Linked DNA regions of Capra hircus: region 2 is linked to region 1. Evidence: chromatin contacts called from public Hi-C data. All regions are on one chromosome and are shown on one strand. Each heading gives the region's core, a stretch centred on a gene start, on an enhancer-like site or on the middle of the called end of the contact. The rest is flanking DNA. Distances are from core to core; before and after follow the strand shown. Region 1 overlaps MROH7 (maestro heat-like repeat-containing protein family member 7). Region 2 overlaps TTC22 (tetratricopeptide repeat protein 22).

Region 1 (6,795 bases), core at 538-3,037:
CTTCCCATCATCTCCACATCTTCCTTCAAGGTCGTCTTTGTCCAGGCTTCCTGAGTCTGAGCACACCAGGCTTACACCACAACCACCAAGGAAGCCTTGCTCACCAACTCCCTCCTCCTACCTGCCCGTCTGCAGTCCATCACTGTGCAGCACTGACCTCTGCTGGCCTGGCCTGGTACTACAAGAAGGCTGCAGGCTCTCTTCATACCCATCCCTGCCTCCCCTTTGAGTCTCCTCTCAAGTGCTTCACCTCCAAGACTCAGAGCCATCACGCTGCGGCTGGTCTGGCTCCAACTGCTCTCACCTCAGCCTCTGGACTCCAGCCACTCTGCCTTCTTATCATCCTTGCAGTCATCACGTTCTCTCCGTCCTCAGGCTGCTGCACAGGCCATTCCCTCGGCCTCTCGCTCTTCCTTCGGCCACCCTCTTCAGCTAGTTAACTCTTCTAAACCTCTCGCCTCTAGCATCACGACCTCAGAACCCCAACACGGTCAGGTTCCCTCCATTTCAGGCTCTTAATAGTATCATGTACTTCTTGCTTGCACCAAGTACTGTTGTAATTCTGCATTTATTTGTATGATATTTTGATAATCTGCCCCTCAGCCCTACAGTATCTCAGCCCTGTACTTCTGGATCAGGTATTAGTTAAAATTTGCTGGATAAAAGGATGTAAGCCTGTGGCTCACTCAGAGCCGAAATATCTCTCCCTAACCTCCCCCACTGACCCCATTCCACATGAAGGGTCTCCTCTGATCACTCTTCCAGGGGCCATCCTGCAGGGGGTTGAAGGTGCTCATGAGAGCCCCTTGAGGTTCTACTTCCAGGCCTCAATACAAACTTGCCCAATCCTCAGGCCTTTTCTTCCTAATCCTGGCCACCTCCTGAGCCGTGCCAACATCTGCCCACATCCTTCTCATGGGGCAGAGCCCAACGTGGGCAATGCTTCAGATGAGGGATCCTTTATTCCACAGACTCACTCATTCACCAAATATTTATCAAGTGCTTGCTCGGGCCAGGAAAGGGGAGGTGAATTGCCCAAGCCGCTTAAGTAGGAGATTGAAGATTCCAATCTACCTCTCATAATGCCCTTCCTCTCCTGCTGGGAGTCCAGGGACGTGCCTCCCTCTGAGGACACCAGTCAGCCCCAAGGCCCTGCTTGGGAGGGCCCTGCCTCACCTGTAAGGCATCTGCCTTGGCCTGGTCTTTCTCCTGCATGGCCTGCACGGTGGGCAGGGAGAACACACTCTTCACGCATGTGTTCACCAGCTCCGACCGTTCCTGCAAACCCAGGACAGGCTGGGAATGACTGGGGAAGAGACAGAAAGTGAGGGCATGGAGTGAGGGGGCACCTGAGGCTGCAGGCTGGAAGTGAAAGGTGCAGGGCTGGGACAAGGGCTGAGATTCAGATCCACAGAAGGGCAAAATGAGGTGAGGAGGAGGAGGGTGGTGGGGTACAAGTCAGATAGCCCCGGCAGGGCCTGGGCAAGGGGAAGGCGAAAGCTCCGGGACTAGGAAAGGGCCACGCACAGCAGGGAGGCCTCTGAAGATACAGGCAGAGCCTGAGGGTTGGGAAAGGGGCTGAGGGTTGGGAAAGGGGCCGAGGTCACCTCAGCTGGGTCAGGGTCTCCATGGCCTGCTGGCGGACGGAACTCGTGAGAGAATCCAGCGGCTCCTCCTGGATCCACTTCTGGATGGGGGACACGGAGGTGTCAATGAGGGGGCAGGCCACCACAGACCGCCAATGCCGCAGCCACTCCTCAGGGAATGGGGCCACTCTTCAGCCTGGGCCGGCTCACTCCCTGCCTGGCCTCCAGTGGAGGGAGCCAGCTGACTGCTCTAACCCGGTCCAGAGGCCGCAGTTCAAGGTCTGCAAAACGGGCCTGACGCGCTGCACACACGCAGGGCTCAGCAAGAACTGTTTCAGCAGCCCTGAGGTAGGAAAGTCTAAACCACGGAGCAGCCCCCAAACACTATGCCTGACCCTTGAAAGTGGTCCAGTTGAGTTCCTTTAAAATGTCCTTCCAGTTAGTTCTCACTTTTGATCTAGCACCAACACCCAGTAGGTGCTCAGTTAATGTTAATTAAATGAAAGTATCAGAGCCACAGGGTTTTTTTCTCTCTTTATAGCTAACTATTGATATAATTCTGGAAACTTCAGTGGCTGTCCCAGCCCAGACACTCCGGTGGATAACTGAGAAGTGACTGCATTTAGCAGAAAAAAAGAAAGTTCCTTCGGAAGTTCCCCTATCAGAGGAACTATGTGGGGAAATAACATAATGACTGTTCCCGGGGAGCTAAGATTTTACAGTGAAATAACCTTTGGGTTGTGTCCTCCATTGACACAGGTTTTTTTATCAGTCACTTGTGAGGTATTAAGAGTGAGACTTAGAGAAGGGAAGTGACTTGGCCAAGCTCCCTCAAGGTAGGTGGGGGGGCAGTTCAGGGTGGAGCTGAGACCAAGGCCCAAGTATCTGTGCCTTGATGTCCTCTGCCCACCCCACCCCAACCCCACCTCATCAGTGCGTGGGCTCAGGACTTCTGCCCCCTCCCCACCCTGATGCCACAGACCCTCAAGCTACTTGCGCACCATCATCTTCTTTATCAGGGTCTTCTTCTCTTCTTCCTTGTCCAGCACATTCTGGCTCTTCTGGAGGCTGAGGGCACTCCCGACCTCAGGGGCAGTAGAGGGCAAAACCACAGGGTGAGAGCCACATGGAGCCCAGCCCTGGGGCTGCCCTTACACCTGTCTTTGCACCTGCCACCTGCAGTCAAGCTGCCTGTTCCTCCCCAGCTGCCAGCCCCCAGCATCAGCTCAAGAGAAGTGAGAAACCTCAAGGGAACTTGGGGTGGGTGGGGGGTGTAAAGATATGAGAAGATGGTGGTAGCAGCAGGTTGAGGATAATCCCTGTAGGTCAGATTTGGGGGAAGACCAGATATCAGATTCAGATTGCAAAGCACCTGTCAACTAAGGGAGAAGAGGCAGGCACTGGTGGAACAGAAAGGGTTCCAACACCTCAAGTTGAAATGTCATCGTTAGTGATACCTCGTGAGGGCCTTCTAGCATCTACCCTTTGTAAGGATACCCACTAGTCGGATTAACGCATTCTGCTATCGAGAGGGAATGCCAATACAAATGTCCCATTAATTAATGTCCCATTAATCTATTAGTTCTCTTTATCTTAAGGTAGAAGAAGAAAAAAAAACATGAAAGAGACAAAATGTATTGTAAAGAAAGCAAAACAAGTGTATCTGATGGGCAGTACGGTAGTTTAAAGATGCTACAAGTTATTTCCCATTCCACCTGGCAAGAAGACAGGTGGTACGGCCTGGCCTGGGCAGGCGCCCTGCTTCTAGACTCTAGACGTCAACTAGGCTCCCCCACATTCCGTGTGTTACACTCACTACCAGCCTGTCCAGTCTTCTCCCACTGGCCCTCACCAAATCCTGAAGATGCTGGCTTTCTCTGGCCTCCCAAGGCCTGCTGCGTGGCCAAGACCCGGGCTGGGCCTGTGTCCTGAAAAGGGTCATTCCCCTTTTATAGACCTTCATAATTCATTCAGTTGTTTAAAAAAAACAAAAAACAAAAACCAACTGTTATCAAGCACTTAGGATGTGCCAGGCACTGCTCTAGATTCTAGGAATACTGCTGAGAATCAGACAGACAAAACTACCTGATTTGTGGAGAATGAATTCCAGTGCGAGAGACTGGCAAGAAATGAGATAAACTAATAAGGCCATAGAGCAGAGAAGAATCTGGCAGAGAAGAGAGAAATGCTGAGTGGGGAGCGGGAGGTGGAGGGAAAGGGCATCCCAGGAAACGGTGGCAGGAGGTGGTTTGGCAGGAAGCATACCAGAGCCGCTTTGCCGCGATCATCTCTCTGCCCTGGCGCCTCCACCAGGCATGAGGCTGCTTCATCGAAGGCTCCTGCATGTCACAGTTCCATTGGGGAAAGAAGAGGGAGAGTAAAGATACAGTGCAGCAGAATCCCATCTCCCCTTCCCCATGGGACTCCTCCAAGCTTTACTTCCCCAGCAGCCAGACTGAGCCCCTATCCCTAAAACCCTTCAGGGGCACCCCGTGTCCCAGACATAAGGCTCGCATCCTTATTAGTGCCTTCAAGGCCCTGCCAGGTCAGTCTCGCCTGCCCACCTCTGCAGCTCACTTTCCTCTACTCTCCCCTCACTCACCATGCTCCCACCACGCTGGCCTCCTTCCAGGCCCAGCAGGCTTTGCTGCCAGGCCTTTGCACAGCTCTTGTCCTCTGCCTGGGCCTCTGCACTGTCGCACCCCCTTGCCCAGGTAGAGGACAAGGTCCGCTTGCCTGCCACTCCTCAGAGCGGCCTCCCCTGACCTTCAGAGTAACAGCGGGCCCACTGTGATCCTGCTGTGCATCTTTCGGTTCTCTTCTCTTGGTTGTTACCACACTTTATAGTTAAATTCTTACTTGTTATAGTATTGGTTGGCTAAAAGTTCATTCAGCTTTTCCCATAACATCTCATGAAAAAACCTGAATGAACCTTTCGGCCAACCTAATAGATAATTGCTATTTTGTTAGCCCCACAATTCCTCATCTTTCTTCTGGTGGCAAAGCCTCTGTCTTCCCTGCAGGCTATTCATTTCATATAGGTAGGTGAAGCTACGAGGCCCACCTATCACCTCTCTTCAAATAAGGATGGGCTTTACTCTTGAAATCAGTATAATATTATAATCAACTGCTGCTAAGTCACTTCAGTCGTGTCCGACTCTGTGCGACCCCATAGATGGCAGCCCACCAGGCTCCCCCGTCCCTGGGATTCTCCAGGCAAGAACACTGGAGTGGGTTGCCATTTCCTTCTCCAATGCATGAAAGTGAAAAGTGAAAGTGAAGTCGCTCAGTCGTGTCCAACTCTCCGGGACCCCATGGACTGCAGCCCACCAGGCTCCTCCGTCCATGGGATTTTCCAGGCAAGAGTACTGGAGTGGGCTGCCATTGCCTTCTCCAATAAATCAACTAGACGTCAATAAACACACAAATGAATAAAGGTGGATCTGGAAACCATGCTTGCTCAGTAAGAGATTCCCATGCCCCCAGCCACAGTGATTGGTCCATGTGTGGGCACTTGGCTGAGCAGGGCCCATAGAGTCCTTGACTTAAGGCAATGAGGCGAAGCCCAAGGAGAGAGACCCTGGGACATCTTGGCCCCCAACATCGGCGGCTACTGGAGGATGGAGTCAACAGTGAGCAGCAGAGACATCACAGTGGTAGTGAATACAGCTAGCACTAAAACCCTGGCTTCTTCTAAGCACCTTTTCCACTAAAGGAAACAAGGCTCCTAGGAGAATCAGGTGATTCTAGGACTCGGGCAGAGAAAGTGCAGGTGAGTCTGAGACAACTTCTACCAGAAAACAAGGAAATGAGCCCAAGAAATTGTGAGGATATGTCAAAAAAAACATAAAAGCTTGCTCAAAGAGTACTCCTTGGTCAAACGGGGAAAGCTTCAGTATCGCAATAAATGATGGTAACAACAGATTATAGTCTATCGAGTAAACTAAGAAATGAAAAGTCCATGCTAATATGAAAAAAGAAATAACTAAATTGAAAGTTTGATGAGAAATAGGATATTTACATAGTTTCAAAAGATCTCTCTAGTATTTTTTGCATATTTATGACAAAGGGGTGAATAATGACTTTACAGTGGAAAACCTTGGCAGCCATTGAGCTCGAGTGATCAAAGTGAGCATCACCAGTAATGGAGCAAATCAAAACCATTCACCACCAGATAGAATGCAGTGAGAAAGACCCAGCATCATGTCTACGCTATTCCCACCAAAGATGCATGACGTGACTCCGACCATGAGAAAACACCCGACAAGCCCCAATTAGGCAAATCTTATAAAACAGCTGGCCTATGATCTTCCAGAGTATCAGGGGCGTGACAGTCAAGGAAGATCTGATGGCTGAGGGAAACAAAACAGACGAGACAGAAAAGGGCAGTAAGTGAGTCTGACCTGGACCCTTTTTTAATAAAGGACACTTCCGGGACAATTGGTGACATTTGAATGGAGCCTAAGGACTGGATGGTAGCAGTGTATCAGTGTTAATTTCCTGATTTTGATAGTTAATCTTTATCCTTTTTTATAAGAAACACATACAAATTCAAGATTGATAGGGTATCATTTAGCAACTTATCAATTCAGAAAAACATTTTATACCATACTTTCAACTTTTCTGCAAGTTTTTTATTATTTCAAATTTTTAAAAGAATGATGGATAAATAGAGGCATTTTCAGTAAAAATGGAAAGAGTTTGCATCAGCAGAGCTCACTAAAGCAGAAGGGTATACTTCAGCCAAAAGGAAATTAATCCCAGATGAAGGTCTGAGATGCAACAAGCAAACGAAAAAAAAAAAAAAAGAGGTTAATATTTGGGTAAATATAAGAACATTAACTACATAAAGTTCGTAGAGTTAAGAAAAAGAAAAGATAAAATTAACATACATTACCAGGGGAGCATATAGATGGGAGAGGAGGCGTTAAATGAGGTTAACTCGTTTAAATCATCTGGGAGGAAAATAAATGCATTGACTAGTTTGGACGTTGTGATTAATTAAATATACACATTGTAGCTTCTAGAGAATCAGTAACAGACTTTAAACAGTATATAACTTCCACACAAATAAGGAAGAAAAGAGGGAGGAAAAGCAACCCAAAAACCAAAAAAGGAGAAAAAAAGAAATATAGAGCAAGCAAAACAAAGGATACAATTGCTGGTCAACTATAGGCCAATTAAAAATTTTTTAAATTTTAACTCTGCA
Region 2 (6,505 bases), core at 87-2,586, 99 kb before region 1:
CTGCGTCTGGCACAGGGTTGGACCTAAGAGGAATTTTTGACTGTTGCTAAATTTAATTTGGTTTTTTAGTCTTAAAATTCCTATTATTTTTCTAAAATAAGGTAAAAAACTTATTTTTCTCTGAAAGCAAAATCTCTGTCCCAAGCGACTCAGTTGTGTGAGTTCCTCCCCCTTTTCCTAGAATATTGGTGGCTTCATACACTCGCCCACGTGCACATACACAGCAGACCCTTCACCCTGCTTCGGAGCAGGGCTGGCTCTGGGTGGCACTGGGAGCCAGCGCGGAGCTGAGTTTTACACTCGCTAGCACGTTTCATTTTAGCACATCAAACCTCATGGACACACTGCCGTTGGGTGCTGTGATTCTCTGTCACACAGAGGACAGAACAGGCTCAAGGTGACACAGGCCATCCAGATTTCACCTGGCCAGCTGGGGCAGGCAGGACGGAGCCGGTGCTGGGAGGCCCAACAGCCAGCCTCACAAACAAAGGTGTGGGCATTCCACACTGTTGCCGCACCCAGCAGGTTGGGACCTAGCAGGAAGGGCTGAGAGGTCACTGCTGGTCAGCATCCAGGGTCCCTGGCATGCACACACCCACACACCCATACACACACCCACCCCTCTGCCACCATCAGGGAGGTGCTCACACACACACACACACACATCCCTCTGCCACCATCAGGGAGGCACGCACACACACACACACACACACACACCCCTCTGCCACCATCAGGGAGGTGCACACACACACACACACCCCTCTGCCACCATCACGGAGGTGCACACACACACACACACCCCTCTGCCACCATCAGGGAGGCGCACACACACACACACACACCCCTCTGCCACCATCAGGGAGGTGCACACACACACACACACACCCCTCTGCCACCATCACGGAGGTGCACACACACACACACACCCCTCTGCCACCATCAGGGAGGCGCGCACACACACACACACACACACCCCTCTGCCACCGTCAGGAAGGTGCGTGCACACACACACACACACACCCCTCTGCCACCATCAGGGAGGTGCACGCGCACACACACACACACACACACACACACACACACACACACACACCCGACTCTGCCACCATCAGGGAGGCCAGGACCAGGGAACTCCTCAAGGAGCTGCCCTCTCGATAGATTTCTGCTCCCCACAGCCCTGTCTCCCCCAGCCTCCCTTCCCACTCTGCCAGTCATCCCCCCACAGCAATGCAGGTGCCCGAGAGCCTGGCAACTGGGCCCACTGTGCACACAGAGGCACTGCTGCGACCCCGCAGTCAGAGTGTTGGTGTGGGGGTCTGCAAGCTGCAGGACGCCCTGAGTGGCCCGGGCCAGCTGCGCAACCTCTCAGAGTGTCCATGTCTCCCTCTGTGAAATGGAGACAGTCGTACCAGCCTGGAGGGGGGTGCGGGAAGAGGCAACGGGGTCACAGAGGGAAGGCCAGCCCCAGCAAGCCTGGGTGGATGTGGCTTGCTCATCCTCAACCCCTGATGGGGCAGCCAAGACTCCTTCTAAGTGAGCACCCACCTTCCTCTCTGTCTCCTCAGACTTCCTCCTGCCCCTGAGCTCACCCTCAACTCTGCCCAGAGCCAGCCTTGGGAAAAGAACAATGAAATTGGGAGAAGACCCCACTGGGAGCCAGGGGTCAGGATTTGGGTTCCTGGCTTAGCCCTGCCTGAGTGGCTGTGCGAGGTAGGAAAGTCCTCCTCCGTCACTGGACTGAAGTGGTGGCCTGGCTGATTTTGGGGACAGGAAGGGCTTTGAGAGCAAAAGGTGGGGGAAGCAACAAGCCTCCTGGCAGAAGAAAACACATAAACACACAGAGGGGGAGGAAACCACAGCTTGGGGAGCGTCAGGAATGGTGCTTTGAGGACTTCAGAGTTGATCTCCAACTTTTGAGGTCATAGGCAGGGTTTCTCCTCCCACGGTGCTTGCAAACACACATGCACAGGCACACGCGCACGTGCATACACACACACACGTATACATACATTCATGGCTCCACAAATCTGAGTGATTTGACTTGGTTCCACTAGAAAAGGAGCTGGATGACTCACACTAGACAATGAGCTAGAGACTGTGCACTCCTGTGCTTTTCACAGATTATCTCACTTGAGCCTCCTAGAAATGCTGGGGAATCAGAACTGTTATTAACCCCATTCTACAGATGAGCAAACCGAGGCTCCAGGATGTGTAGCGACTTGCTCAAGGGCACACAGTCATAAGTGGCTGGCTGGAAATGGACTCAGGTCTCTCCGACATGAAGCCCTGGCTGAGGGACAGTTTTCCCGAGGCTCTGGTCCCAGCCTTCTGATGGCCTCGGTGCCGTAACAGCACTTTCTGACTTTGCTGCTGGCTTCATTCCCTCTATTTCTGGCAATCTGGAGAACTGGTTCTCCCCTCTTCATTGATACAGGACCCCAGAGCCAAAGCTGCCTTTAGCATCTTCTGACCCAATTGCCTTCTTTACAGGAGGAAAGACAGAGTGTGTTAAGGGCGCACACAGCCCAGACCCATGGGAGGAGCTGAGAAAATGCAGGCATCACTGTTATTATCACAGAGGGCAGGAGACTTCGTCAGATCCACCCAGTGTCAGAGTTGGGTTTGGATCCGGGACTAGACAGAGCCCCTTTTCTACAGAGCCCCTTCTGCCCAGTCATGCTGGACCACTCTCACCCACACACTTGTGAGAGGCAAGACCAGTGGGTCATCCCCGCTTGTAGATGTGGAAACTGAGGCCCAGGCTGGGCCAGTGGGCTTTCCAGGAACCCTGGGGGAGGTAGAGGCAGTGGGGGGTGACTCCCATCCCATCCCTCTGTTTACCCCCACTGAGGCAGGAGCTGGGTGAGTAGGAACCTCACCTGCCCTGCCTTTCTGGAGCAGGCCCCCATGGGAGCCAGGTGGGGTGGGGTGGGGCTCCACGTGCAGAGCCCAGAGGCTTGCTCTGTGTCATCACTGAGGACATTCCAGTTGAGCAGGAAGAGCTTATTTCTGAGGCCTTCCACCTGGTGAATTTTATTTCTGCATTATCAGCCTCCACAGGGTCGGTGTGATGAGGTGGAAAGAACAGGGGCGCTGGAGGGAGGCAGATCTGAACTTGAATCCTGGTCCTTTCCCCCTGGCCTGTGGGGCTGGCTGGGCAGCTCTTCTCTTGGTCTCTCTCCTCACCAGTAAAAGGAGGAGGATGTGTCCCACCTTCTCAGTCTGCTGTGCAGGCTCAGGGCCACAGTGCACAGAAGTGCCAGTGGACAGTTGACGGTCGAGAAATATTCATTCTCCTTCCTCCTCCTCATTGCCCCTCCCCTGAAAGAGAATTAGTCAGCTCTCAGGAACTGACTCTGAAACACAGATTACAAAGTCCTCAGGGGCAAAGTTTGAACTGCAAGGCAGACATTTTCCTTCAGAATCAATGGGGTCACAAAGAACTGAGCACACGCGCGCACACACAGAGCCTGTGCAGACACATGTAGGTTAATAAGCCACTGGTATATCAAGAGAGCTTCTGCTGAAATCCCCTAAAATAGCTAAAGTAAAAGTCGCTCAGTAGTGTCCGACTCTGCAACCCCATGGATTATACAGTCCATGGAATTCTCCAGGCCAGAATACTGAAGTGGGTAGCCTTTCCCTTCTCCAGGGGATTTTCCCAACCCAGGGATCGAACCCAGGGTTGGGAAAATCCTGCATTGCAGGCGGATTCTTTACCAGCTGAGCCCAACATTTCCTTCGTTGAGGGTCACCTTTTGAAGTAAATGAACTAGCCATCTGAGACCCATCCTTATATCTGCCAAGTTAGCACACACCTGCTCTGTAGGGGCTCATCCTAACCCTGATATTCACTATAGGTTCTGCCAGATCACCCACCTTTGTCGATTACCCACTCAGCTGTGGCAGCGTGGATCTTCAGGCTTCCCTGCAGATCACAAGTGCTGATCCTTTGCTCTGTTAAAAAGAGATGCACTGGCCTGCCATTTTCACTCGGCTCTCCACAGTGCGAGAGGCCCGTGTAGTGTTTCCATCAAGTTCCCAGGGGATGCTGATGCTACTGTCACGAGACTCCACTTTGAGAACCACTCATCTGGGGTAGTTAGGTGCGGGGACTCTGGGGCTAAGCTGCTGGGTTCCCAGCTCTGCTACCGTCTAGCAGGGCCACTTAAGGCCACAGGTGCCTCTTCTGTAAAATCGGGATAATTGTAGTCCTTACCTTCTTGATAACCCATGTAAATTATGTGCCTCATTTATAGTAAGCACTTATAGTAAGTGCTCAATAAAATGCACTTTTATTCATATAGCAAAACCCCCAGCATTTCCAGGTTTCAGTCCAGGCTGTCACACTAGTCGTGTGTCTTTGAGGACATCATCTCACCTCAGTGTTCCCACCCAACGGGGTGATGATGACCCACTTAACATTCCACACAGGGCTTTCTGAGGATCACGTGGCTTCTGCAATAAGTGCACTTTGTAAATGGTAAGCACCGCACAGAGTTGCAGCAAGGTGTTGGGGGTAACAACATGAATTTGAAGAGGGAGACTTGGCATGAAATATCAGAAGAATCCCCTCTGTGAGCCCATCTCTAAAGTGAGGGAAATATTGGTGAGGGCCTCAGAGGAGCTGGGGTGTCCTGAGAACCCTTGCCTGTGCCTCACTCTCACCCTCAGTTAGTACCAGGATCTACCCAGCTACTGAAGGGCAGCGCTGGAGCCTGGGCCCTGCTGCATCCCCTCCCACAGATCTGCGACGGAGCAGCCACCAAACTTGAGCCCGTCCAGCTTGAAGCCTGGGCAGACTCTCCCACTGGCCAGCACCCTCTCGTAGACCCTGGAGCCCCCAGCTCATGGGGTCCTGATGAGGATGAACAACAGAAAGGGTGGGGTGTCCTGCCGCAGCTCACCCTGGGCGGCCCTCAGTCAACATTCTTCTCCTGGCAGAGGTCCTGTCAGCCCCCTCCCAGGGGGCTGCCTCCAAATATATTGCCTCTGGGAGCCATCAACTCTGGAAGTGAATTCCTTGCAGCCATCAGAGGTTTCACAGCAACTTCATTCTCCAGGAGAGAGGAAGAACACCCCCTTCCTTCTTCAGGAGGGGAGGGGGCAGTCAGAGGCCTGTTTAATTTAATTTAACGCACCATGGCTTGCCAGGTTGCCCCTGGTAACAGCTTCAGCTGCTGCTTCAGTTACAACCAGAAGGATTTTTAAAGAGACAGCTTATTTTAGGACCAGAATTGCACAGCAGAGTGAATGGTCTCTCTCTCTACTAGGGATGGAGGGTTGGAACCCAAGCATAGGGAGGGCTCAAGCCAGGCCTGTTTATAACATTAACTCCACTTCAGATTTGCAACGCTATAAGCCCTCCTGCAAATGGTACCTTGAGTGGGATCTGAGGAGGGGCTCCATTTGAAATTTATCAGAGATGTCACTCAGCTAGCTACTTCTCTGAAAATCACAGTTTTAGTCTTCAAGTAGAAGGGAAGAGGGAAATGGCAACCCACTCCAGTGTTCTTGCCTGGAGAGTCCCAGGGACGGGGGAGCCTAGTGGGCTGCCGTCTGAAGCGACTTAGCAGCAGCAGCAGAAGGGAAGAGTTAACATTCAGTAGTTGCCCCGGCAATTCAGGCACTCTGCCACTAGATGGTAGTATTGCTTACTTAGTGCCAACAATAACCCGGCTTAACTTATTCAAGACTATCAGAATAATGGTGAAACCACTGGGTTTCAAGTCTTGATAGTAACCAGTGTGTCACCCTGAGCAAGCTGCTTCACCTTTGTGGTCTCAGTGGTCTCAGGGATATAAGGGGATTGATTAAAACAGCCGAGTGCTGTTGACAAGCGTTGGGGCTAGAACTATGAAGGCATGAGTTTATGTCCCAACTCTGTCATGTACTGTGTGATTTGGACACATCACTTAATTTCTTGTATCTTGAATACCAAACAAGAGGGTGGCTATGACCCAGGCAGAGCCTGAGAATAGCACATTGCTCTTCAACCTTGGGAACCTGTGGACCCTACGGGGCATCTGAAGCCCTAGGAGCACAGTGGTGGTGGTGGAGGGCTGTTAGAAAGTGGGGTAAGGCAGGATGACTCTGTGTGCCAGAGCCTGAGACCTCGACGCCCCAACTAGAACTGAAACAGGGCAAAGCAGCCTCCCAGACACTCCTAACCCTGCACGTCTCTAACCCAAACCAGGAGAAAGGGTCAGATATTGATGGATATTTGTGGAAGACTGGGCCCTGCCTCCCAGTGCCCTTTTGCAGATAAGGATATAGCCTCTAAGGGGTAACGCATCTACCCAGGGCCACCCTCCTCTTGTGGCCAGGCCTGTTAGCCACCGAGCCTCTGCTCTGGGCACTGCAGCCCTCTCCTTGTCTAGTACAACGGCTGTCTCTATGGTCATGTTTCCTTGTCAAGAGCCTGAAAAGGGGAGCAGGTTCTGTGTCTCCCCACCATGACTCGGCCTAGCCAACCTCAAAGTGGGCATGAAACCAGAGGTCATGG

Evidence for each region. A called contact is a pair of places that touch in the nucleus more often than the background predicts.
Region 2: a Hi-C map of blood shows a contact between it and region 1, with 6 times the contacts expected there. The contact joins two enhancer-like sites. A contact is called at or near these places in 2 of 5 Hi-C or Micro-C datasets (both in blood).

Annotation. Positions count from the first base shown.
Region 1 is chr3:29,179,058-29,185,852 of ARS1.2, reverse strand. It overlaps MROH7 (maestro heat-like repeat-containing protein family member 7), which reads right to left. Exons shown (of 22, transcript XM_018044547.1): 3 at 3,852-3,925; 4 at 2,588-2,671; 5 at 1,608-1,687; 6 at 1,177-1,306. Among named protein-coding and RNA genes, the nearest start is that of MROH7, 11 kb to the right of the region's middle. Within about 2 kb of position 1,787, at least 1 of the 5 cell types and tissues checked has an H3K27ac peak or open chromatin away from gene starts, as enhancers often do.
Region 2 is chr3:29,278,077-29,284,581 of ARS1.2, reverse strand. The region is part of intron 1 of TTC22 (tetratricopeptide repeat protein 22); the gene reads left to right. Among named protein-coding and RNA genes, the nearest start is that of LEXM, 10 kb to the left of the region's middle. Within about 2 kb of position 1,336, at least 1 of the 5 cell types and tissues checked has an H3K27ac peak or open chromatin away from gene starts, as enhancers often do.